3 separate regions of the Rattus norvegicus genome follow, and regions 1 and 2 are each linked to region 3. Evidence: chromatin contacts called from public Hi-C data. All regions are on one chromosome and are shown on one strand. Each heading gives the region's core, a stretch centred on a gene start, on an enhancer-like site or on the middle of the called end of the contact. The rest is flanking DNA. Distances are from core to core; before and after follow the strand shown.

What was found. Hi-C and Micro-C count contacts between places; a contact is called where the count stands out from the background.
Region 1: a Hi-C map of liver shows a contact between it and region 3, with 5 times the contacts expected there. The contact joins two enhancer-like sites. A contact is called at or near these places in 3 of 12 Hi-C or Micro-C datasets (kidney and liver).
Region 2: a contact with region 3 is called in a Hi-C map of liver, with 5 times the contacts expected there. The contact joins two enhancer-like sites. A contact is called at or near these places in 2 of 12 Hi-C or Micro-C datasets (kidney and liver).

What each region holds. Positions count from the first base shown.
Region 1 is chr7:32,376,883-32,380,757 of GRCr8, forward strand. No RefSeq gene overlaps it. Among named protein-coding and RNA genes, the nearest start is that of Eea1, 110 kb to the right of the region's middle. Within about 2 kb of position 1,594, at least 3 of the 93 cell types and tissues checked have an H3K27ac peak or open chromatin away from gene starts, as enhancers often do. A contact at or near this core is called in liver, where this site is marked.
Region 2 is chr7:32,359,531-32,363,751 of GRCr8, forward strand. No RefSeq gene overlaps it. Among named protein-coding and RNA genes, the nearest start is that of Eea1, 130 kb to the right of the region's middle. Within about 2 kb of position 2,266, at least 5 of the 93 cell types and tissues checked have an H3K27ac peak or open chromatin away from gene starts, as enhancers often do. A contact at or near this core is called in liver, where this site is marked.
Region 3 is chr7:32,225,343-32,229,570 of GRCr8, forward strand. No RefSeq gene overlaps it. Among named protein-coding and RNA genes, the nearest start is that of Nudt4, 140 kb to the left of the region's middle. Within about 2 kb of position 1,374, at least 9 of the 93 cell types and tissues checked have an H3K27ac peak or open chromatin away from gene starts, as enhancers often do. A contact at or near this core is called in liver, where this site is marked.

The DNA of each region.
Region 1 (3,875 bases), core at 344-2,843, 150 kb after region 3:
GATCGTGAACTCATCTGAGACATTAGTCTTAACTACTAGTTTACAGGGCCGAAGGGACATTGAATGACATGAGCTGTCATAACTGACAAAACATGAGTAATATCTATGACATTACAGGGCTTGATTCCTTCAATTGATAAACGAAATAACACAAAAGAGAGAAATGGCCACACATTATAGAGCCAAGATATATATTAACTGGGAAAAAAAGGAGAAATATTAATGAATCTGGCCTGTAGAACTTTTTGGGATTTGTGTTGGAACAAATTATAAGAATACTTCCAGTACTCTATGAGTACAGGTAAATGTGTATTTAGGTGGTATTAAGCAATTATCATTGCACTGGGGAGATGACTCAGCTAATGAGAGCTCTTGTTGCAGAAACATAAGGACCTGAGTTCAGATCCTCGCACCCTGACATAGTATGGTGGGAGACAGGGCTAGGACGATCACTGGTTCCCTGGCCAGCAGCAAAATTCCAGATTCAGTGATACAACCTGTCTCAGAGGAACAGGATAGAGATTAGGAGAGCAGATACCCTATCCTTTCTTCTGGCCTCCAGACACAAGATGCACACCCATACACCTCCATACTCCCACTGAAATAATGACATTAATGTAATAATAATTTGAAAAATCATTACTGAATTTCACCAGAAACCTGAATAGAAGCAGAGAAAAAAAATTTCCCCAGAGGCTTAAATTGAAGTCCTTATGACTTGACCGCCATGCCAATATTTATTTTAAGCTATTCCAGTGAAAACAGAAAGGTGAACCAAGTAATGGAAACTAAATGGAGTAGGAACTGGGGTAAATGTTGACAACACGCAAGATTTGGGCGCCTGGTGGTTGAGCGTATTCTTTTTTACATGCATGTATGTTTGATAATTTGCATTATAAAAATATAAAGGGACAACAAAGTTTCAAGTACGTATAGTGGTACTTTTTTCCTGATTATTACAGATAAATTCTTGGAAGTAAAATTGCAAAATCAGAGAGGACCCATGTTTTAAAAAACTCCTTCTATTTGACTAAATAAGCTTCAAACCAAAGTTATGTATTTTCAGTGAGCACATGGAAGATTTTTGCTTTATTATCTGCCCAAGGATAACCATCAGTGTCTCTTTGGATGACTGTCCCTATTCCGACAGAATATTAGTTGTGTCATCTCCAGCCTATTGGACACGCAGCAGGGGAATGTGTGAGGAGCTGTCTTTGTTAAATAATACTTCTGCTCATGTTTGGAAAAAGAACTGCAGTTGGCTTTCTGGGTTTTACTTTTGAAATGAAGAGAAGCTAAGGTTCATGTCTTTGACCACGTGGGAGTCAGAGAGAAGTCATTCCATAGTGTGGGAGTGACTGAAGCATGATGCTGTGCTAGACAGGAGTCAGGGAAGGTAGTGTTTATGCCCAGGGAGAAGCAAAGTGGTGAAAAGCTTTGGGGTTGAAAAGGACAAGGGGACAGGTGTAGCTCTGAAAGGCCTCAGCAACACGAGATGACAAAGCTTTAAAACAAAAGTAACAGGTGGGCAGGCATGTTGGCTCAGTGACCCTAAACACTTGCGAACAGGTTGAAAGATCTGAGTTTCAGCCTCAAGCCCTCCATAGTGGATGGAGAGATCATGCCGCAAGATGTCCTCCGACCTCCACATGGGTGTCATTGAGCATTCATGTGTGTGTGTGTGTGTGTGTGTGTGTGTGTGTGTGTGTGTGTGTGTGTGTGTGACAAACACACAGGTCACATGGATGAATGTACAAACATTTTAAGAAAGAAATTAAAACCAAGAGGGGGAAGAAAGAAAGCCTTTATCTCACGGGTTAATCATTTGCCAGTCTTCGTCAACAGAAGAGTTTGGTAGGCTATGGGAGACAAGTTTCTTGGCAACGTCTCTGCCTCTCTTTTCAGTCACCACTCTGCCCCTGGCTTTTACCTGGGGTTCCTCTTCTACCCAAGATAGAAATAGGGAAGTATCATGGGGGTTTGTTCAAGTTCTGGCATGGGGGACTATGTATGACCAAATACAGTCTACATGGTTTATTAGGAGCCGTGGGTAAGGTGGAAAGTGAGGGAAAGATGTGTATTGATTGAGAAATAGTTTTGCCACAAAGTTAAAGGTTCATGAGTGTATTCTGTGACAAATGTGATTTCGAAAGGTGCTTTTTTAAAAGGGTGATAAAACCAGGACAAATGTCCAAAAAGCCACCTCTGTCTTGGGCAATATTGTCATCTGAATGTGCTTACTCACTGTTCTAGATCATTCTTTTTAACTTTCCAAGTACATGCTCAGTGCCCGGGATGAGCACGGTTTAGAGTTAGATGCTATGAGGACATGAAGAGACAGACAGATCCCACTGGTTTGGGAAAATGGAGAGCAAATGCATGAAATGCAACATCTAGAGAGCTCAGTAGAAATGACAGGAGTGAAAAATGAACTCAAGTCTGCAGAGCATGTGACGAAGGAGGGTCGTGCCAGATCTTAAGAGACATCTGCATGATGCTTCATTTCTCACAGGGTGCCCTGCTGCAGCATTGAGGATGGGTATGGGGTTTGCCCAGCTCTGCTTGAATAGATTCAGAATGCTTTGTGAGGTGAAGAGAGCCTCATAGAGCTGCACAGTGTTCACTAGACTGTTCTCAGTTGTAACGCAGTAAAATGAGCCTCTGATTAGCTTCTGGACATCAGTGGTAATTCTGAGCATCCAGTACCCATGATGCCTATCAATATTTGGAGGCTTATGACAGATTCCTTCCCTACTCCAAATAGTTTAATAACCTCAACCATAAATATTCTAATACTCTTCAATGCTTGCTTAGGAAATCTGTAAAGTTTCTCTTGATCTCACTCTCTTCATTTAAATATGCTACCGTTATTCTTCTTCTGTTAGGGATGCCCTGTGGGCAGTAGACAGGGCTAATGTCTGCACACTACAGAGGGACTGTGATGGGAAGTTTTCTAGGGATGCTTGGAGTGATACCTTGCTTTTATAGACAGTGATTCTGGGACTCCCAGAAAATTAGCTCCATTTGGTTTTAAATCGGACTTCTATCGAAATGATATCCAGTCTGATCTTAGATGAAAATATAGTTTATAGGCTACTTGTGGCTAAAATAAGTAAGATTATTAAAAGTAAAGGTGTTGTACACCTCTAATTTTAGTACTTGGGAGGTGGAGGCAGAAGGATCAGGAGTTCAAGACTACACGGGACCCCATCTGAAGAGAAGAAGTGAGAAGAGGGGAAGGAAGGATATTGAATGGGAATCTCTGGCTGTGGAGTATGATAATCTACCTTTTTTTCTTTTTTTCGGAGCTGGGGACCGAACCCAGGGCCTTGCGCTTGCTAGGCAAGCGCTCTACCACTGAGCTAAATCCCCAACCCCGATAATCTACCTTTTAATGAAACTCTATAATGCTTCTTACCCAAATGGGCATTTCAGAACTGTCTATTTGATGGTTTTTAATATAGACTTTTCCAACTTCCAACTGTGGCCCAGCAGCAAATGGTTTAACATCCCTGGGTTGCAGTCTCTTCCAGATTAAGATAATTAATTCTTCGGGATTCTTTATTAAAATGATAACATGTTTTGGTCGCCTACCCAGCTGCCATATCCTAGCAGAGTTGGAACATGCAGTGGAAACCAGTTTGAGTTTGCTGGGGTGGTTACACTGTCAAAGGAAGGTGAGTCAGAGGTCACTTAGGCTGTGAGTCTTGCCATCTCGTTCTCCTTGCCGTGGACCAACTTACATAGCCACACTGCATTTGATCCTTAAAGGGAGATGTGCAGGAGAACCTGAAGGGGGACCTTTAGGGTCAGCATTTCTTAAGCTGTAGGAAGGGACATGTGGGAGGTCTACTTTGCTGGCTGTTGGAATGTCT
Region 2 (4,221 bases), core at 1,016-3,515, 140 kb after region 3:
CAGTCAGGTCGGACAGTGTTCGAGCAAGTCCACGGGGCTTGTTCAGAGACCGTTCAGGCTTAGCTTCTTCTTATGAAAAAATCTTTGCTAATTAAACCAACAGCACACATAGTGAGTAAACAGGCTCTCTGGAGACCAAGTGTTGTGTTTCCATACGCCGTCTTTCCAGATCTCTGCGTTTGTGAGAGATTCGGCTTCCTCGGATGTGCAGCTTAGGGAAGTACTCAGGAGTTCTTGAAGACATGCAAATAGGCAGCCAGTTAGGACCAGCGGTCTCTGTACTTTCAGCTTTTATTCCCCCCTCCCCGTAAGTGTGGATTCCAGCAACAACCAGCTCCCAAACCACAGGAAGCCTGAAGTTGTGCTTTACTGGTACTCCCTGCCTCCCAGTACTGGACATTAGACCCAGAGCCTCATACATGGGAGGCAAGTGCTCTCCTACTGAGCTTTTACCCAGGCTGAAGGTTTTCTTTTGCTTTATAATAGTTTGCCAAAGTTAATTTTGAAAGGTTCAGGAACATTGGATTTTCTAGTTACTTCCATTTTATCTTCCAAAGTAAATGAACAAGGATAACACTGTTAGGTCACTGGCTATTTAGTCTCTGATGTGTGTCAGAACCATGATTTCAGAACTATTGATCTCAGTTGCAGAAAGTAGGCGTTCCTATCTTGATCACTCTGATATCTGCCATCATCATGACGTAGGGACTTTGGATTTAGAACTGAGACCACCTATGTCAATATGACTTAACTATCTACACCATGAAAATCTGCTGAAGAACGATAAAACTATTTTTGTTTGCTCCTGGAAATTCCCGTTTATCCAGTGTCTGAGATAGTCTGTTCCCACACCAGTTCTAAGCACCTTCTCTCTTTAATTCATTAGATGCCAACAATCCTCTAAGCAGGATAGTATTATCACGGTCACATGGTTTCTTGGGAGGATGAAGGGTACTCTTTGGTTAAGACTAACATATATACAAGGGACAACTCATCTTCTAAAAGCCCACACAGTCAGGCAAGCAGCCCCTTGGTGAAGGGAGAGAACATTACCAGTCTCCCGACACCCTCATCCCTCCACCACCCTCGGTGAGGATTCCAAGGCTAATGATTTTCACAGGCTTTCTAATGTCTGTCCTCCACTGAAGTCACACAGCACTGACTGTATTGTAGATAATCACTCTGTTCGACCCTAGATTTGTAGAAAAAAAAATCTTATTTTAAAGTAGTATTTTATATATATATGTACACATACAACATATATGTCTACACAAACATATATGTGTACATATACTCATATATGTATATTGTGTGCATTTGTGTATATGTATATATATGTGCACATATATGTGTGTATAAATATGTACATACACACATATATACACATGCACACATGTGTGTCACAAAGATATCTCTCTATATGACAGTGCTCACTAGTGTTTGCATTTTAAAATTTATAATTCACTGTACTAAGCACTTAGTGGTTCTTGAACATCCCAATTTCTCACTGCTAGAACTTTGTCAACAAGTCAAGCAGAAACTTTTCTTTTTTTCTTTTTTTTTTTATTGGATATTTTCTATTTACATTTCAAATGTTATTCCCTTTCCTGGTTTCCCGGCCATAAGCCCCCTATCCCATCCCCCCCTTCTTCTATAAGGGTGTTACTCCTCCCCAAGTCCCCCTACCCTCGACATTCCCCTACACTGGGAGGTCCAGCCTTGGCAGAATCAAGGGCTAAGCAGAAACTTTTCTGTTCATTAAGCAACCACTCCTCATTTCCTCCCCCATTCCCCGGCCCCCAGAACCTCTGTCCTGCTTCCCATCTCTGTGACCTTGCAGGTTTCGAGCTGCTTACATACATGAGCGCCTAGGGTATTGTCCATTTCTGCTTGGCCATTGACACCCTCATTCTATAGATAAGCAGAGAAGGCTGAAGCAAGAGAAGCAAAGAGGACAGCAAGGCTTTATGCACAGGCAGCCTGGACCCAGAGCTGAGCACAGCAGAAGCCTTGGCCTATGGGTCTCTCACATTTAGTCAAGTATTCAAAGCGCAGGCCATGGGGAGGCATCCCCTGTTCCTCCATAGGCTCCCTACCCAGAGCACGGCTTGAAATCACATTTCTTTCCATGTTGTAAAGAGGCCTTTTGTGCCCAGCCGACGGGGCAGACTTTCCCTTTCAGACGTCCTCTTAGGTTGGCTGTGCTGCAGCCGCTGCAGTTTGCCCTCTCCTGTGATTGCACCTTTCTCATTCCTGACACTGACTTCTGGCAGGCTCCCCAGAGCCACCATTTGGCTGCCTCACAGTTCCTATTGGTAAAACTCATCATCCTGTGGCTCCTGACTTTGTACGGGTTGCTCAAATTATCAGTTTAGTGCAGAGCCTGCTGTCACTTTGCAAACCAGAACAATCCCTCTGGAACCAGATGTCAGAGAGACTCTTGTCAGGAGTGGTGAGGGGACACCTGAAGGGCATATACCAACAGGACAGTCTATAGTGGATCTGTGAGGACAGACACACTGCCCCGGCTTCTGTCTTTCAGCAGCCAAGGGACACAGGGCTATACACACTTACAAACCGTTGACACATGTTTGGCTTATCTTGGGCTAAAGTACTGAGTTTAAGTACCTCAGGAAACAGGATGCAAAGAGAAGCCAGGCCGCCATGGTGGTCTTGACTGCCGTGATTCCGCAGCACTGGCTATTCTGAAAATGCCAACACCATGATATGCCAGTACGAACACAGGGACATTTTTTATTTTTAGTTTGGCAATTAAAAGTAAGATAGAAATGTGTGTGTGCCTCTCTCTCTCTCTCTCTCTCTCTCTCTCTCTCTGTGTGTGTGTGTGTGTGTGTGTGTGTGTGTGTGTGTGTGTATGTGAAAGAGAGAGAGATAAAAAAGTTTATTTCCAGTTTAAGGAAATGACCAATCCTTTGCCAACGGGCTGCTTTCCTTCATGTAACACGTCACTTTCTGTTTCTGACTTTGTTGCGATCTAGGGTAAAAAACCCACCAACACAAACCTGCCTCTTCCTCTTCTAATTCTTATAGTTTCCACTCAGGCTCATCTAGGTTTTCTTTTTGCCCATGTGATCCCATTCATCCCAATATCATGGGAACAGGAGTAGTCAGGCATTTGGTTGTTATTATTAGTATCAGACTCTGAGCCAACTCTCTCAAACAGTATTTCTTGGTCCACATAATATGAGGTCTACTTCAGAACCAATGATGTCATGTTTCTCTCTCAGCGCCTCTCTCCCTCTGTTGGTTGAATTTTATTTATTGTTGTTGCTGTTGCTGATTATTATTATTATTATTATTATTATTATTATTATTATTATTATTATTGTGTTAGCCTCATTTTAATTAGATTGTGATGCCAAGATGGAGAGGAAAAGAACCAAGTAAACTCAAGCTTCCACTGAACCAAGTTCCTCTTTATTTCTGCTTGTTCCATCGAGAGGCCTTTGGTAGGGCCCAGATGGCTTGCTGCTATTCAGAGGACCTTAGTTCAATTCCCAGCACCCAAGTCAGTGTCTTATAACCACCTGTCACTCAGCTTCAGGGGAACTAGCTCCTTCCTCTGGCTTCTGAGAACATATGAGCACACACATGGACACACACACACACACACACACACACACACACACAATGAATAATACACTAAATCACAAAAATTGCCAATAGCTATTATTCTGTTCCTAAGGATGACACACTTAGAGGTTTCTGTCTCATACAACTACAGGCAGAAGCTGGTTTTCTCAGGTCCAGTTCCAGACCCCCTGCACGAACATACGATCTGTACCCCTAACATGGGTGCAGTTCCTCAACTTCAGGCTTCAAATGTGTAAATGTGCTAGGTAGTTGGGGTTTTTGCTTGTTTCGTTGTTACTGGTCTGTTTTGTTTTGTTGGTTTTTACTTGTTTGCTTGCATTTCTGTATCATTTGTGAGTTCCCAGGAGGCCACAGTCTGCTTGGCCTGGAGTAACAGATGCCTGTCTTAGTAGAATTCCCAAGACAAGAAATTCCTTTTCCATCTATAATGGTTATTGTTTGTGTGTGAGTACTGTCTGGGACAGCTATCACGGGATCTTTACAAGAGACTACCTTAAAAAGATAAACCATTGTACGGGCGAGGGTGGAGAGACAAACCGTGAGAACTGTGTGTCCTGGCCACATCACAGAGATGCTCAATTCCCAAGCTCTGATTCCCCTATTTCT
Region 3 (4,228 bases), core at 124-2,623:
CACTGCTGAAGCTGGCTACATTTGCATGGTTAATATGCAGGCAGCTAGGATACAGAGAGGCTTCTAAGTGTGTGCTGTGGAATTCATTCTCTGGAGCCATCCAGCTTTTCCAGGTCAGAAAAGCTTCGCCGTCTTGTTTCAGAGGAAAGAAAAGGTAGATACCAGGGAACGGTGTCCAGGGTGTTCCGGTGCATAAGTCTCATTCCCTGAATGTTGCACACGCAGACCCCCTTAGCCAGCCAGACACTTTGCATAGTAATAATTAAAAAGGCTAACTCACATAGTGCTTAATGAACAGCAGGCACGAAGCGTCTGTTTTGTATTGTTTAACCTGGCTTACCACTCTGAAGCACTTCGACGGGTGCTTTAATTATGTCAAACCTATAGCTAGCCTGAGTTCACACAGCTTCTGAGTTATAAAGTCAGAATTTCAGGGCTGGGAAGATGGCTCCACATTTAAGAGAATATACTGCTCTTCCAGAGGACCCAACTTTGATCCCCTCTTACCCATCCATGGTGACACGGATATCTGTAACTCCGCCTCCAGGGCACGTGATATCCCCGGCTTTGGTGGGCACCTGCGCTCATGTCCACATACGAACAGGCACACACATAATCAAAATAGTAATAAATCATTTTTTTAAAGGGCAGATTCTGAACTCAGACACTTTGACAGTGTAGGGCTTATACAGTCTACTCCCTTGTTAAGGAAAGTGATACGGGCTGGTGTGTTAGCTCTGACAGCTTCACGGCTTTGGTGTCTCCCTGAGGGAGGAATACCATGCATTTCCCTTACTATATCCCCCCCCCCACTCCCCACCCCCATGCTAGCACAGGTCAGGATAGTACATTTTATGAATGAACGAATCTCCACTATTTTCTCATAGAATGGTCCTTGTCAGTGACAGGAGTATGCTACCTATGACGGCTAATCTTAGGCATGAACGTGACAGACGAGGAAAGAGGCAATCTTAATGGATGGATTGCCTCCATCTGATTGGCTTTTGGGCGTGTCTGTGGGGCACTGTCTTGATGAGTGGTTGATGTGGGACAGAGGAAGGAAGCCAGTGAGCACCACTGTGCCTCATGTTCTCTACTGCTCTGCTGCAGTCTTCCCACCAGGTTCTAGCCTGAGCTCTGGCTCTGGTTTCCCCCACGATGGACTATAACTTGTAAGATGTAAGAACTTTCTGCCCCAAGTTGGTTTTGGTTGGTGTTTCATCCCAGCAACGGGAAGCAAAGTAGGTCACTACCTCAAGGGGGGGTGTGGTGCCCGGTGCATGTTTTTCTTCTCTCGGTTGTGAAAACACACCTCTGGCTTGGTGAACGAAGCCAGAGGACAAAGGGTACCAGCGCATTCCTGCAGTCACCCTTCGTCCCCTTTCACAACCGGCTGCTTCCAGCTTTGTTCAGAGGCGGCTTCTATGACTTGGGAGTGAGCTGATTGACTTTTTCTCAATATTGTGGGCCAGCTTCCCTTATCTGAAGCTGAGAGTCTATTCCCAGCTCCCAGGCCCCATTGCAAACAAATCTCTCAATTGTTCAGTTTGAATGAATAGCCCAGCCATTCTTTTTCTTAACAGAAAGGCAGTGACTTGCCAGTGACTATTTAAAGCATGGGTTTCCTGAAATGGCCCAGAGATATTGCCAGTACTTCTAAGTGTCTTCTAAAAAAATGATTTAGTCTTATTCCAAGGACTTAAGACGAGAGTGGTGTGGTAGGGAGTGGAGGCTCCTTTGCCTCGATGTAGTATTTATCAACTGTTGCAGAAAAAAAAAATATAGTTGCTGTGTTCATGCTTTGCTTATTTGCGGTTCTTAACTTCTCCATGACTGATGGGTAAGGAAAAACTCAATAGCCAACTGCAAATGTAGCCAACTATTTCTTGTTTATAAACACTATGGGGGTATAAATGTTCATGGAGTACACATTAAGTATAAGGGAAGGACCACAAAAGGAAGATGTCAGTCTGTGACACAGAATTATTGTCCTCTCTGGAGTCAAACATATCTACAGAGTCTGCAACGTTTCTAGGGTCACATTTCCTCACATGTGTAATGGATATCGCTCTATTTGTTTTGAAATATGTAAATTAGATAAGGCAAATGAGGTAAAGGAAAGGAGAGAGAGAGAGAGAGAGAGAGAGAGAGAGTTCACACTTCTTGCCCCTTGCGTGGACTCACAATCTGGTGGAGCCTCATGGTTTACTCTTGATCGAGCTGTTGTTACTGATTCATGTGTGGTGCCTGCCAAGTGGACTAGGCCGAAGCGCTGATTTGTGTTTGGTGGTTTGCTAGTAGACTGAACTGCTGATATTGGGACAACAAAGATCGGAATGGCCCCAGAGAACTATTTCTAAACAGGTCCACCTTCCTCGTGCCCTATTAACCTTTCCTTTCTACTACCTCTTGTGGGTGTTGGGCTAGAAGCGGGGTTAAAGTATCTAAGAACCCTTATTAAAATAGGTTTTGGAAGGTATTAAAATATAAGCCTACAACCCTATATAGCCCAGGGCTGTCCTTGAACTCATGTGTCTTCTTGCCTCGGTGTCCCAAGCACCGGGATTATAGTTGTGTAACATTATACCTACTTAAGATAATATGCTCGCGGGAGTGTTGCTGTTGTAGGCTACAGCATTCGTAGCTAGGTGATATTGATGATTAGTTTTCTTATCTGGTAGCACGCAAAGTACCTGTCAGCACTGTGAACTCTACTTAGTAGAGGTGAAGTTGGGAACCAGATGGATTTTTCCATCTTCAATGACATAAGCAGGCCTTCCCACAAGGTTATGGAGAGTAACCAATAGCCTTGGAAGACCCAGTGCAGTAGGGGTGCAGATCTGATGGGATTGACTGTCCGCTATTATTGTTGTTGTCATTGTTATTAATGATGGATTTAAGGTCCACTCCGGAGCTAGAACCCATGCTTGACACTGTTAAAATGACCAAGAGCTTGAGATTGTATAGTGGACCCTAGGGGCAAGCATTCATACTATTCTGCTAAATGAACAGAGCAGTCAAACCACTCCCGATGACATATCCCTTACCCAGAGACCATTCTCCCGGTCACCCCTTATCAGGGAAGCTTCTTCTTGCCATAGATGGTAATTAATAATTAACCTACAGCTGAACAATGTGCAGAGAGTTAGAGATTTTGGAGCACTCAGCTCAAAATTGGATGGCTTTATTTTACTCCTCCGTGCGAGACTCATGGGTGGATCGACGTGGAAGGCGGCGGGGGGAGGGGAGGAACGGTGAGAGCCGGAAGTGTGAATTACTCAAAAACAAAACAAGACAAAACAAAGCAATAATACCAATAATTTAAAAAAAGAACCAAAAAACCCCAAACCCTAAAACAAAAAAACTTAGCCTCATCCAGACCCATTAGGACTGATACCCATATGAATTTACAGCATTCACAAGACCTGCACAGGCCCAAACCACACAGAATCCCACCTGCTAGCCAAGAGGCTGTTTGCAGTTGGTACTCGTTGAGAAACGGAAAGTCAGCTTTCTTCACTGGAGGGTCTCTGGGTACCTCAAACACACTCCAGGGAACGCCCCAGGCCCAGGGATGCCCAACCACCAAATGAAATTCAAGGTTGGCTTTGTGTACTTTTTCTTACTTTTTTCTTTTGATTTTCATTTTCTTTTTTGTTTTTGGTTTCTTCTTTTGAGAGAGAGAGAGAGAGAGAGAGAGAGAGAGAGAGAGAGAGAGAGAGAGAGAGAGATATGAAGTTGTGTAGGTAGGGAAGATGTGGGAGGTGTTGGGGAAGGGCAAGAATATGGTAAAAATTTATGACAAAATTAAGTAAAAACCCCATTAATTAAGAAGAATAAGATTCTTATAAGTTGAGTAGCCATAGAATTTGTCACCTGCTTCTCTTTTGTGGTGCTGAGAATCCAAACTGTGGTTCCCTGAAACATGCTTAGTGCTTTGCTCCCAACCCCACAGCTCACTTTTGAAAGTGAATGGGGCGTTATTCATAGTCACACTTGACAATAAGTCTAATACTACCTGGTGCACACCAGAAATGTCACAGGCCAAGGGCTCGCAGAGAACTGGATTAGGATATGCGGCGAGGGCTGGGTGGCTACTTGAGTCTGGCCGTAGGCGATCTCTTCATGTAAGCTGAACCCTGAATGAAGAGAAGAAGCCAAGTGCAGGAAGGTGACAGGGGTGGTTCTTCCAGGCAGAGAGATCATCCAGAATGAGTACTTCAGCAAG